Linked DNA regions of Ovis aries: regions 2, 3 and 4 are each linked to region 1. A link is a contact called in public Hi-C data. All regions are on one chromosome and are shown on one strand. The core of a region is the stretch at or near the end of the contact, and the rest is flanking DNA. Distances in the headings are between cores, read along the strand shown.

Evidence for each region. A called contact is a pair of places that touch in the nucleus more often than the background predicts.
Region 2: a contact with region 1 is called in a Hi-C map of tail adipose tissue, with 3 times the contacts expected there. The contact joins two enhancer-like sites. A contact is called at or near these places in 2 of 16 Hi-C or Micro-C datasets (skin fibroblasts and tail adipose tissue).
Region 3: a Hi-C map of tail adipose tissue shows a contact between it and region 1, with 8 times the contacts expected there. The contact joins two enhancer-like sites. A contact is called at or near these places in 2 of 16 Hi-C or Micro-C datasets (both in tail adipose tissue).
Region 4: a Hi-C map of tail adipose tissue shows a contact between it and region 1, with 2.5 times the contacts expected there. The contact joins the promoter of CAV1 here to the enhancer-like site in region 1. A contact is called at or near these places in 3 of 16 Hi-C or Micro-C datasets (hypothalamus, skin fibroblasts and tail adipose tissue).

The regions. Positions count from the first base shown.
Region 1 is chr4:53,507,172-53,509,721 of ARS-UI_Ramb_v3.0, forward strand. The region is part of intron 2 of TFEC (transcription factor EC); the gene reads left to right. Among named protein-coding and RNA genes, the nearest start is that of CAV2, 100 kb to the left of the region's middle. Within about 2 kb of position 1,285, at least 5 of the 54 cell types and tissues checked have an H3K27ac peak or open chromatin away from gene starts, as enhancers often do. A contact at or near this core is called in tail adipose tissue, where this site is marked.
Region 2 is chr4:53,319,800-53,322,349 of ARS-UI_Ramb_v3.0, forward strand. All of the region lies in intron 1 of TFEC (transcription factor EC), which reads left to right. Among named protein-coding and RNA genes, the nearest start is that of CAV1, 55 kb to the right of the region's middle. Within about 2 kb of position 1,277, at least 8 of the 54 cell types and tissues checked have an H3K27ac peak or open chromatin away from gene starts, as enhancers often do. A contact at or near this core is called in tail adipose tissue, where this site is marked.
Region 3 is chr4:53,648,448-53,650,997 of ARS-UI_Ramb_v3.0, forward strand. All of the region lies in intron 2 of TFEC (transcription factor EC), which reads left to right. Among named protein-coding and RNA genes, the nearest start is that of TES, 67 kb to the right of the region's middle. Within about 2 kb of position 1,279, at least 8 of the 54 cell types and tissues checked have an H3K27ac peak or open chromatin away from gene starts, as enhancers often do. A contact at or near this core is called in tail adipose tissue, where this site is marked.
Region 4 is chr4:53,374,771-53,377,320 of ARS-UI_Ramb_v3.0, forward strand. CAV1 (caveolin 1) reads right to left here and starts at 1,278. Exons shown (of 3, transcript NM_001009477.1): 1 at 1,249-1,278. The coding sequence starts at 1,278. All of the region lies in intron 1 of TFEC (transcription factor EC), which reads left to right.

The sequences.
Region 1 (2,550 bases), core at 35-2,534:
TCCAAGGGACTCTTAAAAGTCTTGTCCAGCACCACAGTTTAAAAGCAACAGTTTTCAGTACTCAGCCTTCTTTATGGTCCAACTCTCACATCTGTACATGACTACTGGAAAAACCATAGCTTTGACTATATGGAACTTTGTGAGCAAAGTGATGTCTCTGTTTTTTAATATGCTGTCTAGATTTGTCATTGCTTTCCTTCTAAGGAACAAGATTCTTGTAGTTTTACCAGACCCATCTGGTATTAATAGTTCACTCTCAGTCTTTTCCAGCTTCTCCTAGGAAGCTCAGGATGAGGGCCAGTGTGAGGTGGGTAAGGATAGCACCTTTTTTTTTTTTTTTTTTTGTCTCAGGTCCTCACTGCCCAGACCTACCCTGTGGTCATTTCTACCTGGTGGCTACCCCACATACTGGGACAGATGCATCTCTAAGGAGTTCTTATCTCTTTGGACTTTTCCTCTTTCCTCAGAGTGCCCCAAACATGTCTGACTGGATTATCCAAAATCAGCCCCTATCCCCAACCTGTTGTCCTCAGCGTAGTGTATCAGGACACATGTCAGGATCTCAGAGACTTTTAAGCTGTCTTCCATCCTCCACAGAACTCTTTCCAATCCCTTTATGCTGTTTTTTGGGGTCAGGTTGTGTAGCTCATTATATTTTTTCTTTTCAGACTATTTGTTAAATGATATCAAATTTATGTTAGACCTTGTCTTCTCTAGAGATTAGTCCTTTGATTTCAAAATACTCAGATCTTCTGAATTAGAATCCTTGGCTTTCACAACAGTGACCCCTGCTATGAGTTGCAAGAAATTATTTAGAGCTAAAGCCAAGAACTTGCCTTTGATTCTTCATGTAGCTGTATTAGTCATGCCTCAGGCCCTGTGTGCTGCTCATTTCTTGAGGCACTGGTCACAGAAAGTGTGTGTTGGGGGTTGGGGTGGGAGTGGGTCAGGGTGATACCATGGAGTGGAGAACCTAGTATCTCAAATTCATACCCTCTAACACATTTATGCAATATATGCACTTTAAGAAACTGCCCTTTGACTCCTCATATGAAGAATTTTCAAAGGACTTGGGGCCTTTTAGTCTAGAGAAAATGAGCCTCTAGAAATTGTTGACCAGTGTTTCACTGAGCTGTTATTGGGTGGAGGAACCATCGAAAAGAAGGAGGAAGGGAAATCTCATGTATTGAATCCCTATTTGTGTCAATACTTTACACATTTTGCTTCTGCTGTTCAAGTATTCTTTATAAAACCCATATGAAGACAAGTCTTATCACCCTATTTTTATAGTAGAGAAACAGAGGCTCAGGAAAAGTTAAGCAACATGCCTTAAGAGAAGCTATAAGGTAAAGTGGTCACAAGCAGCCAGATTGTCTGATGTTAAACTTGGCTCTGCCACATGTAAGCTGTGTAACATTGGACAATTATGCTTAACCCCCTGTGTCTTGGTTTTCCTAACTGTAAATGGGGTAAGTGGTCTTATATACTGTTAGGGTTGTTGTGAGAATTAACGTGCTAACGTATACAAAGTAATTGGCGGAGTGCCTAGAACTCAGTAAAGGCTATAGAAGAGTTTTATACTATTAGTATTATTTTAAATAATCCTAGCCATAAAGCTATTAAGTAGCAGAGCATTAATTAGAGCACAGATCAGTCTGTTTTAAAGCAAACATATATTACCGTATATAATATAATACCATGTATTCATATGTGTCGTTTTATAATTTCTTCAAGAATTTCTTTTAATAATATTTATTAAGCTTTTCCTTTATGTTGCAACTATACTACATAGCTCTGAGGAAACCATCCCTGTGTATACAATTATATGTAGAGTCATACTGTATCAAGATAATCAGATTTTGGATTAACTCAAATTTGGAGGTTATACTTTAGGTGGGCTGACTTAATACATGGGTTCCAACAGGGTTCTTGGGAGAAGACATCAGTGTTCATTTCTTCTCCCAACAAGCTGAAACCATGAATTGGGAGAACACACCAAAAATATTCAGAAACTTGACAAATGACCGTAAATAAAAAGACAATGAGTACAGCCTCCATAAAGCAGGCATTGATTTATAACCAAATTACCTCTTACATGGATAATGCTATACCTGTATGGATCAATTTATTCAATGATGGTGTTATAGGGTCAGCTATACCTGCAGTCAAATTCAGATATACAGAAAGAATCATAATTTCTAATCTTTTATAACTGAGGTAATGTTGCTATCAAGCCCTGATCCCTCCCACTAATTGGATGGGGAGTGAAGGAAGTGAAACAGAGGACTTAAAATTGTCCATTGACATTACCTTATCTTCTTCTAGTTTAAAATAATCTTACTTAAGGTTAACACAGTCTCTCTTTCTGGTAAATACTTCATCTTTCAGGGTTTATATCTTATTTCAAGGGGAAATCTCTTTAGTCATAAAGGAAAGGGCTTTCGGTCCATGTACCGTTTCTAGGGTTAACAAATTTCATTTTTGAATAATCAAAACAGAGAAGGTAATTCTGAGTGCAATTCCTAAATTCATATATTCATAAGAGCTTTG
Region 2 (2,550 bases), core at 27-2,526, 190 kb before region 1:
TGACCAGACTTGGGTGGACCACTCAACCATGTGCCTCATGCCACAAATATTCCTTGCACAGCTCTGATGTCAGTCCTTCCTGGAAACCAAATCTTATATTATGGCCCTGGAACTTGGTCTATTTGTTATCTCGAAAGTCGGGTCTTACAAAGGCTCAACCTCATAGAAGTTAGTTTGTTTAGAGTCCAATTCCTGTTGATGGATGCAGGAGTTGCCAGAGATTTCATTCTCTTTTCAGGTTCAGACTTAAAAGAATATATAGTCATTTCAGATTTCCAGTAACTTTCTGTTTCCTACAAAGTTAGAGTTTGAGTGATAATATTGTGGTGCTGATAGAAAAACAAGGATAGATTCACTTTCTCTTGCTTGGCTTTCTTGACCAGGACAGAGTTTTTGAAACAGCTTACTGGGGTGGGGATGGGGGAACATACCTGGCCATAGGACCCAGGGTGAAGCCCTAGGTAGTATTTGTGAGTCTGGCCTCATCAATGGTGGCTCTGACCACTAAGTCAGAGATTAGCAAACTATAGCCACAGGCTCACTTCAGCCTGCTGCCTATTTTTTCCCAATAAAATAGAGTTTTATTGGAACACAGCCAGTGTGTGGAATGGCAAAGTTGACTAGTTGTGACAAAGACCGTATGTCCTACAAAGCCTCAAAATATTTACTCTCTGGTCCAGAAAAAGTTTGCCAACCTCTGCAGTAAGTTATGCATAGATTTAGAAGAGATTTGGCTGAAAAATATTCAGTTTGTCTTTAACCTTTTAGGGGGGTCAAGACAAAACCAAAACAGGCCACCACTTGGCTTGAATGTGGCTCCTCTCCCATTTGGAGTCAGCCTCTCAAAGACTATTGGCAGTGAGACACAGTGCTGTTCTGTGGTTGGTGCTAACAGTTTTTTTTGTTTTGCAAACACTCATTATAAAAATAGGCTTATGTTTTTCAGACATCATTGGAAATTATAAACTAGTGTGTGGTGCAGTTTGAATTTGTCCTCTAACGATAAAAGAGCTTGCTAGAGGCCTCTTGGAAAACTTCTAGGACTATCTTTTTTTTTTTAAATTCAGCCTACAGGGAATGCTCAACTGTTTTTTTAATTATTATTTTTTTGAATTTTCTTGTCCCCTTGGGTCTTATTGTTCTCATATATTTTTTAGAACTAGTGAGTCACAGCCTTGTTACAATGAGAAAAATGATTGGTCTCTGGCCTTTGCTAGCATGAGAGATGGTGTTGAGGTGCAAAGATGTCACTGGACAAACTAAATATAGGCTGAGCAAGGCACTCCCAGCTTAGCTGTTTCTCTGCAAACAGAGGCCTGCTACATGTCATGAGCCTCCTCCCTCATTCTTTGCCTTGTGCTTTTTACACTGCTCTGGAGAAATCTTTCTTCTCAGAGTAGGGCTGAAGAAACGTTCCTAAATTCTCTGAGGACCCACAAAACAGCGGGAACTTCATGAATTCTTTTCTGGAGGAAACAAGCTGGTCCTGGTGACCAGACCCAGAGTCCAGAGCCTCAAGAATCCTGTTAGAACATGTTTCCTCCCCAATTCTTAAACTAACTTGCTTGTACATCTTGGTGGCAGCACTTAGCTGCTAAGTGTGATGACACTATAGGGTAGAACTTTCAATTTTCTGCTTTGTATAAGTGAATCAGACTATGTAGGTTAGAGATTAAACAATGAGAATATGCATTTCTAATTACGTACAGATACTAATGGGATAAAGTCACTTGGGAGAAGGATTGAGCGGTCCTATATTTAGACCAAAAAGGGATTTTCCAGCTGATTTTAAACTATTTGAAGCTGCTGGGCTTAAAGTCTTCTCAGTGGTCTACGACAGAAGGTAGAATCCTGATTTCCCGACCCTTATTGTGATTGATTCCCCACATCTCACAGCACAGAGCCTAGAGCCCATCCTGGAGGTGGGGAGATGCCCTAGCAGATGAGAACATGAATCTTTGCTTTGCTTCTGACTCACTGCATGGCCATGGAAAGTTCTTGTCACAAGACATGCAAAAATGAAAGATTTTGCCTTGAGAAACATCTCCAAGACAGTGTCTCCTAGCCATCTTACTCACCCTGTATGTCTAAAACTACCTCCTTGGGCAGGAAAGAATACTGGGACCCCCACAGCTGTGAGGGAGAGGGGAGCAGGCAGCCAACAGCTGAGTAACCAGTCTGGCTGTGAGCCTAGCCTCTGTCGTGGGTGGCTGTGTTTAATCCAAGTGCAGCTGCTGTAACAGATAAACCCCGAAATTTTGGTAACTCAGATTTTGCTCATGTAAATGCCCACTAGTGCTGGAGAGTGGGATGGGGTAGGGGATGGTGCTTTCCTCTGCAGTCTTTGGAGGACCCAAGCTGAGAGATACGCTTATTTCAACATGTGGTTTTCATAGATGCCCTTAGTATACAGACATCCAGCTAAAAAATGGAGGAGTATTTATAGCTCAGACCAGGAAACAGAGCACATAATTTCTTCCCACATTTCAATGCCAGATCTGAGTCTCATGGCCATTGCAAGAAAGGTTGGGAAATCTGGTCTCGCTGTGG
Region 3 (2,550 bases), core at 29-2,528, 140 kb after region 1:
TCTCATAGCTGCAGCTACCATCCACAGTGATTTTAGAGCCCAAGAAAATAAAATCTGCCACTGTTTCTACTTTTCCCCCATCTATTTGCCATGAAATGATGGGACCAGATGCCATTCAAATGTTTTTTGAATGTTGTTTTAAGCCAGCTTTTCACTTTCCTCTTTCGCCCTAATCGAGAGGCTGTTTAGTTCCTCTTCATTTTCTGCTATTAGGGTGATATCATTTCCATGTCTGAGTTTGTTCTCTCTCCCAGTGATCTTGATTCCAGCTTGTAATTCATCCAGCCTGGCATTTCACATGATGTACTCTGCATATAAGTTAAAAAAAAGAGAGTGACAATATACAGCCTTGACGTACTCCTTTACCAATTTTGAAGTTACTGTTCTTGGTGACTTCAATATATTTGTAGATGTCCAACCCACACTCAGGCCTGTTATTTCCTAGACTCCTCAAATCCAACAATCTTTCCTCTGTTCTATTCAGTGTAACTGTGAGAGAGAGGATCAGTGGGACTTAGCCAGGTCTCTAGACTCCTAACTCCAGCCCTCCTTTGAACTATGCCATGATGCTTTCAAAGTTAGTCACTACTTGAGAATGTCAATTCAAATGTTTCTGCATTCAATGGCGGGCTCTAGTAAAGATACTTGGGTACAAGTTGTTTGTGTTATTGTTTGAAGGTCAAGATATCCTGGGGAAAAGTATCACTGAAGAAAAATCAATAGTCTCCTTTAAAAATGTCAGCATAAAATGCCATTCAAAACAATATGAAAGGTTAATGATGTCTTGAGGGTTTCAAAATACATTATCAGATTAAATAGAAGCTACAATGACATGTTGTCAGCCCATGAAGAGGCAAAATACTTAGTTAAAGCTATTTAAACATCTAGTAAATACATGAAAAAAACTCTCATTAATCAAGCAAGAATGTGTTTTAGGTTGTTTGCTCAAAACACACGCATGTACCCCAGTGAGTCCTTTCATGTATATGAATATCTAGTTCAACGTTAAGAGTTCTCACTGAGCACTCAAATTGGGAGAAGTCAGGGCGGGGCAGGACGTATCTAACGAGAATGTGTGGTAAAGTGCTATTTTATGGAGGCACTGATAGAGTCATAAGTTTTCTGAGGAATTAAGTGAACAGCCAGAAGACAAGTTCAGATGTGCCAGGGCATCTTAAGACAAAGGCTTAATGCTCATCTTGGGCTGTGGTGTCTCTTTGGTAACCATGGTGACGTTGGATGAGCTTAAACACTGCGTGTTGAAAATTCCTTAAGAATGAGTCAGTAATGAATCTCTTGACTTCGGTGAAACTGGGCTGAAATACTTCAAAGTCAGATTTGGAAATCTGTGCTTGAAGACTTCAGAGTCACAGAAGCTTCAGCTAGAGTTGATTAAAGGAAAAACAACCTTCAGCCCCTCATTTAAAAAAGAAAAAAATTAAATAAAAAGGACACCATACTGTAAAGTATGATGACTAGTTTCTTGAGCAACTTGTATTTCTTAAAGGGACTGGATAACAAAAATGCACTGATTTCTTAAAATTACAACTGTATTCAAAAGTTAAGAGCAAAATCCTTCTGTTTAGAGATGAATACATGTGTGCTCAGTCGTGTCCAACCCTTGGAAACAATCTGGACTGCAGCCCGCCAGGCTCCTCTGTCCATGGGATTCTCCAGGCAAGATTATGGGAGTGGGTTGCCATTTCCTACTCCAGGGAATCTTCTCAACCCAGGGATCAAACTTGCATCTCCCGCATTGGTAGGAGGATTCTTTACCACTGAGCCACCTGGGAAGCCCTTAAAAGATGAATAGGATATGCAAATTCTGTGGATGAGTTCATGATTAGTCATTCTAATATGTCTGATTCTTCCAATAAGGATGCTAAATGTATTACTTCAATATACTCCACCAACTGATGTGTCAAAATCTTCTTTCGAACTTCCTGGGTCTCAGGAAAGAAATATCTCCCTTCTCTTTCTGCATCTAACATTGCTGTTCTCAAGTACTCACTGCTGAACAGGTGAATAAGAGGGGAAAGGCATTTATTTTCTTACTGTCTGTGGTACCTTTATTGTGTGGTTCATATTCCAGTATCCTGTCCCTCCTATCTAGTCCCTCTCAGGCTAAGGGTCTCTCAACTGCTAATTATCAATACACAGACATGTTAGTCAAATGCCTGCTATACTGAGTACAAAAAGGGGATAAGCTATATATTTGAAAAATATAACTTAAATGGGATTTGGATGATAGAAATTTCCATTTATTGACCCCATAGGCAGTTAAGTAGGCCAAAAGGTTATTCTTCATATCTATTTTTGAAGGAAAAAATGTACACATTCAGATAGAAATATTACTTTCTTATCTTTTCCCCATTGCAAGGGGAGGATTTAATGCTGGCACCTGTATCAAGTAAGCCATTATTTAGAATTGAAGTCAGTGCAGAAAATAAAGTGATGACTATATAAAGTGGGGTGACCATATCCTAAGTGCTAGAGGAAAAGAAAATCTTATAAATCTAGTAACCATCTTACTCTCTTGTTAAGTGCTTA
Region 4 (2,550 bases), core at 28-2,527, 130 kb before region 1:
GCTTTTTAAGAGGATCGGGGAGAGGACACCACACCCCTCGGTACCAGGCTGGGAGCTCCTGCCTCCCTCGCCCGCCACCGCCAGGGGTCAGGGCAAACCCCGCAGCGCGGTCCGCCGGGTCCCAGCCCGACTCACTCCCAACAGGCTGAATCCCGCGGAGACTCCCAGAGGGGAGGGGATCCGACTTCCGACTTTTATCCAGCCCCTCTCTCCGCCAGGCCACCCTCTCCCCAGCTCTTCACCTGCTCCAGTCCCTGGTCCCTATTTCCCTTCTCTCCACAATTCCTAACTTCATCCTTAAGATCCACGATGAACCCCCACCCCGGATCCACGCAGTGTTCCCATTTTCGTTCCTTTCTGGCCAAGTATCCTTTGCACCTGCCCGCGTCCTCCACCCTCCCTCTGCCGTTTCTGTCCCTGAACAGTTCCCCGTACACCCCCCACCCCCCGATGCACACAAGCCAGCATCCCCTACCTTTGGATCGAGCCAAGTGTCAGACCCCTATACTGTCTAGAAAGATATTCCACCTGCACAACTCCTCAGACCCACCCTTAGGTCACTCCCAGACCCCTGGCCGGTTGCTGAACCGCGGCGGCTGCGTTTGGGAAAACTAGGTTTCCACACCCAGGCAGAGCCTGAGCTCCGGGAGGTGGTAGGAAGGTGGGGGGTGGGGGGATGGTAGTTAGGAGGAGGGTGCTTTATTCAAGCACCCCTGCCAGGCGCCGAGATGCAGGAAGAGTTTTAGAGGCGGCCCAAGAGCTTTGGAAAGTGCAAACATGACGCGCGCCGCCTCCCCGGCCAGCTGGTTGAGGCGCCTGGTGGGGAGTCGTGGGGACTGTCCCCAAGACTGCAAGTGAATGAGTTCCCACCCTGCACTCTAGCTCTCCACTTTTCCAGCAGACAGGGGCCGGACCATGGGGGTCTCTCAATAAGGCAGAACCCCTAAGCCATTCAGAAACGTGCCCTCAGTCCGACCAACCCAATTTCAGGACCCCGACGACCCCCTCTTTCCGAGACCTAGGCCCCTAGGCTCCCTTGGTCCCCTTCCTAATAGGAAAACATGAAGCATTCCTGCCTCCTCTTCACCTCCCGCCCAAGCCCATTCCTCAGCAATGCCAGAGTCCAGGAGTGCTCCAACGTCGAGAGAGGGCTGGGGCAAGCAAAGCAGTCAGAATATTTAGAGTGGGAGATAGCAGAAGCAGCTCTCCTTGCGCGCCGCGTTCCGGAGCGCACCCACCCAGGCGTACCTCTGAGTCTACGTATTTGCCCCCCGACATTCTGGCTCTTGGCTGGTTGAAGGCTCTGGGTAGATTTCCCTGGGCTGTGATTTAAGGGAACTGAGGAAGGAAGATCTTGTATTGTATGGGAGGAAAAAAAAAAAAAAGGCGCTGAGCGGCGGGATGGGGAGGGGGGGAGGTGGCTGGGAGGGAGCCTCCTGGCTCTCCGCCAAGGGTTTGTTCTGCTCGCGGTTGGCCGGGATGTGCGCTGAGCCGGGTCTAGGCACATCCCCAAGGTTAGGGCAGCAGAGGGCGGGGAGAGCCCGCAGGGAGTCAGGAGCAACGAGAAAGCGTTTCACTCGCGCTGGGCTCCTTGGGCAGATATTTTAAACCTGGGGCAACATTTTCTCAGCTATAAGCCACTGAGAGGCGTACTGGGGAGAGCTAATGTTTTCGCAGTGCATCATCCCAGCAGGGGTGGGGACGGGAGGAGGGAGACGAAGACCGTGTACGGAGATGCCCAGTATGGGCAACCGAGCTTCAGAAAGAATTCTGCCTTGTTTTAAGCCGTTTCTTCCCGTCGCCCAAGTTCCATCGCTGCCTAAGATACAACTATCAGGAAGGGATGAAAAGTGACCCAGAATCTTTAGGTGTATTTCATACCTAAACACAAGGAAGGAATCCGTGTGGGTGCGTGTGTGGTGTGCTGTTGGTGACACTGGTTTACATTTAGTCTGTGCGAATGGAAACTTGGAAAAACAGGCCTGCAGAATTTAACGTTTACCAATCGCCACTGTGTTCTTGCCTGGAGAATCCCAGGGACGGGGAAGCCTGGTGGGCTGCAGTCTATGGGGTCGCACAGAGTCGGACACGACTGAAGCGACTTAGCAGCAGCAGCAGCAGCAGCAACTACTTCTGAAACGTCTCCCAAATGCTTTGAAATAAGAAATAAAAATGTTTAACTTTTCTACAATTTTATTTTCTGGAACAAAGGAAATCTGTGCCAACAGGTTATGCCATGTTTACAAAATACATAAAATATTTACAGTTGTACAAATATTTAATTGGAGTTTCAAGTTTTCCAGACATTTTTTAAAGTACTTGACTGTGAGTTAAAGGAGGCTTGTTTTTTTTTCTTTTTTTTAGTAATTGATTAAAAATTTAAAAAAGTTTTTAGGAGTTAAAATATCTTATCTAAGAAACTTCCTAAATCGGGAGCTTCTCTACCTTATTATAAATCAGCACAAGATGAATTGAGCAATAATCAGTCATTTTACTTTAAGACAAGTTCACTTATTATTGTTAGGAAATTCACTCTCCAAAAATGAAAAG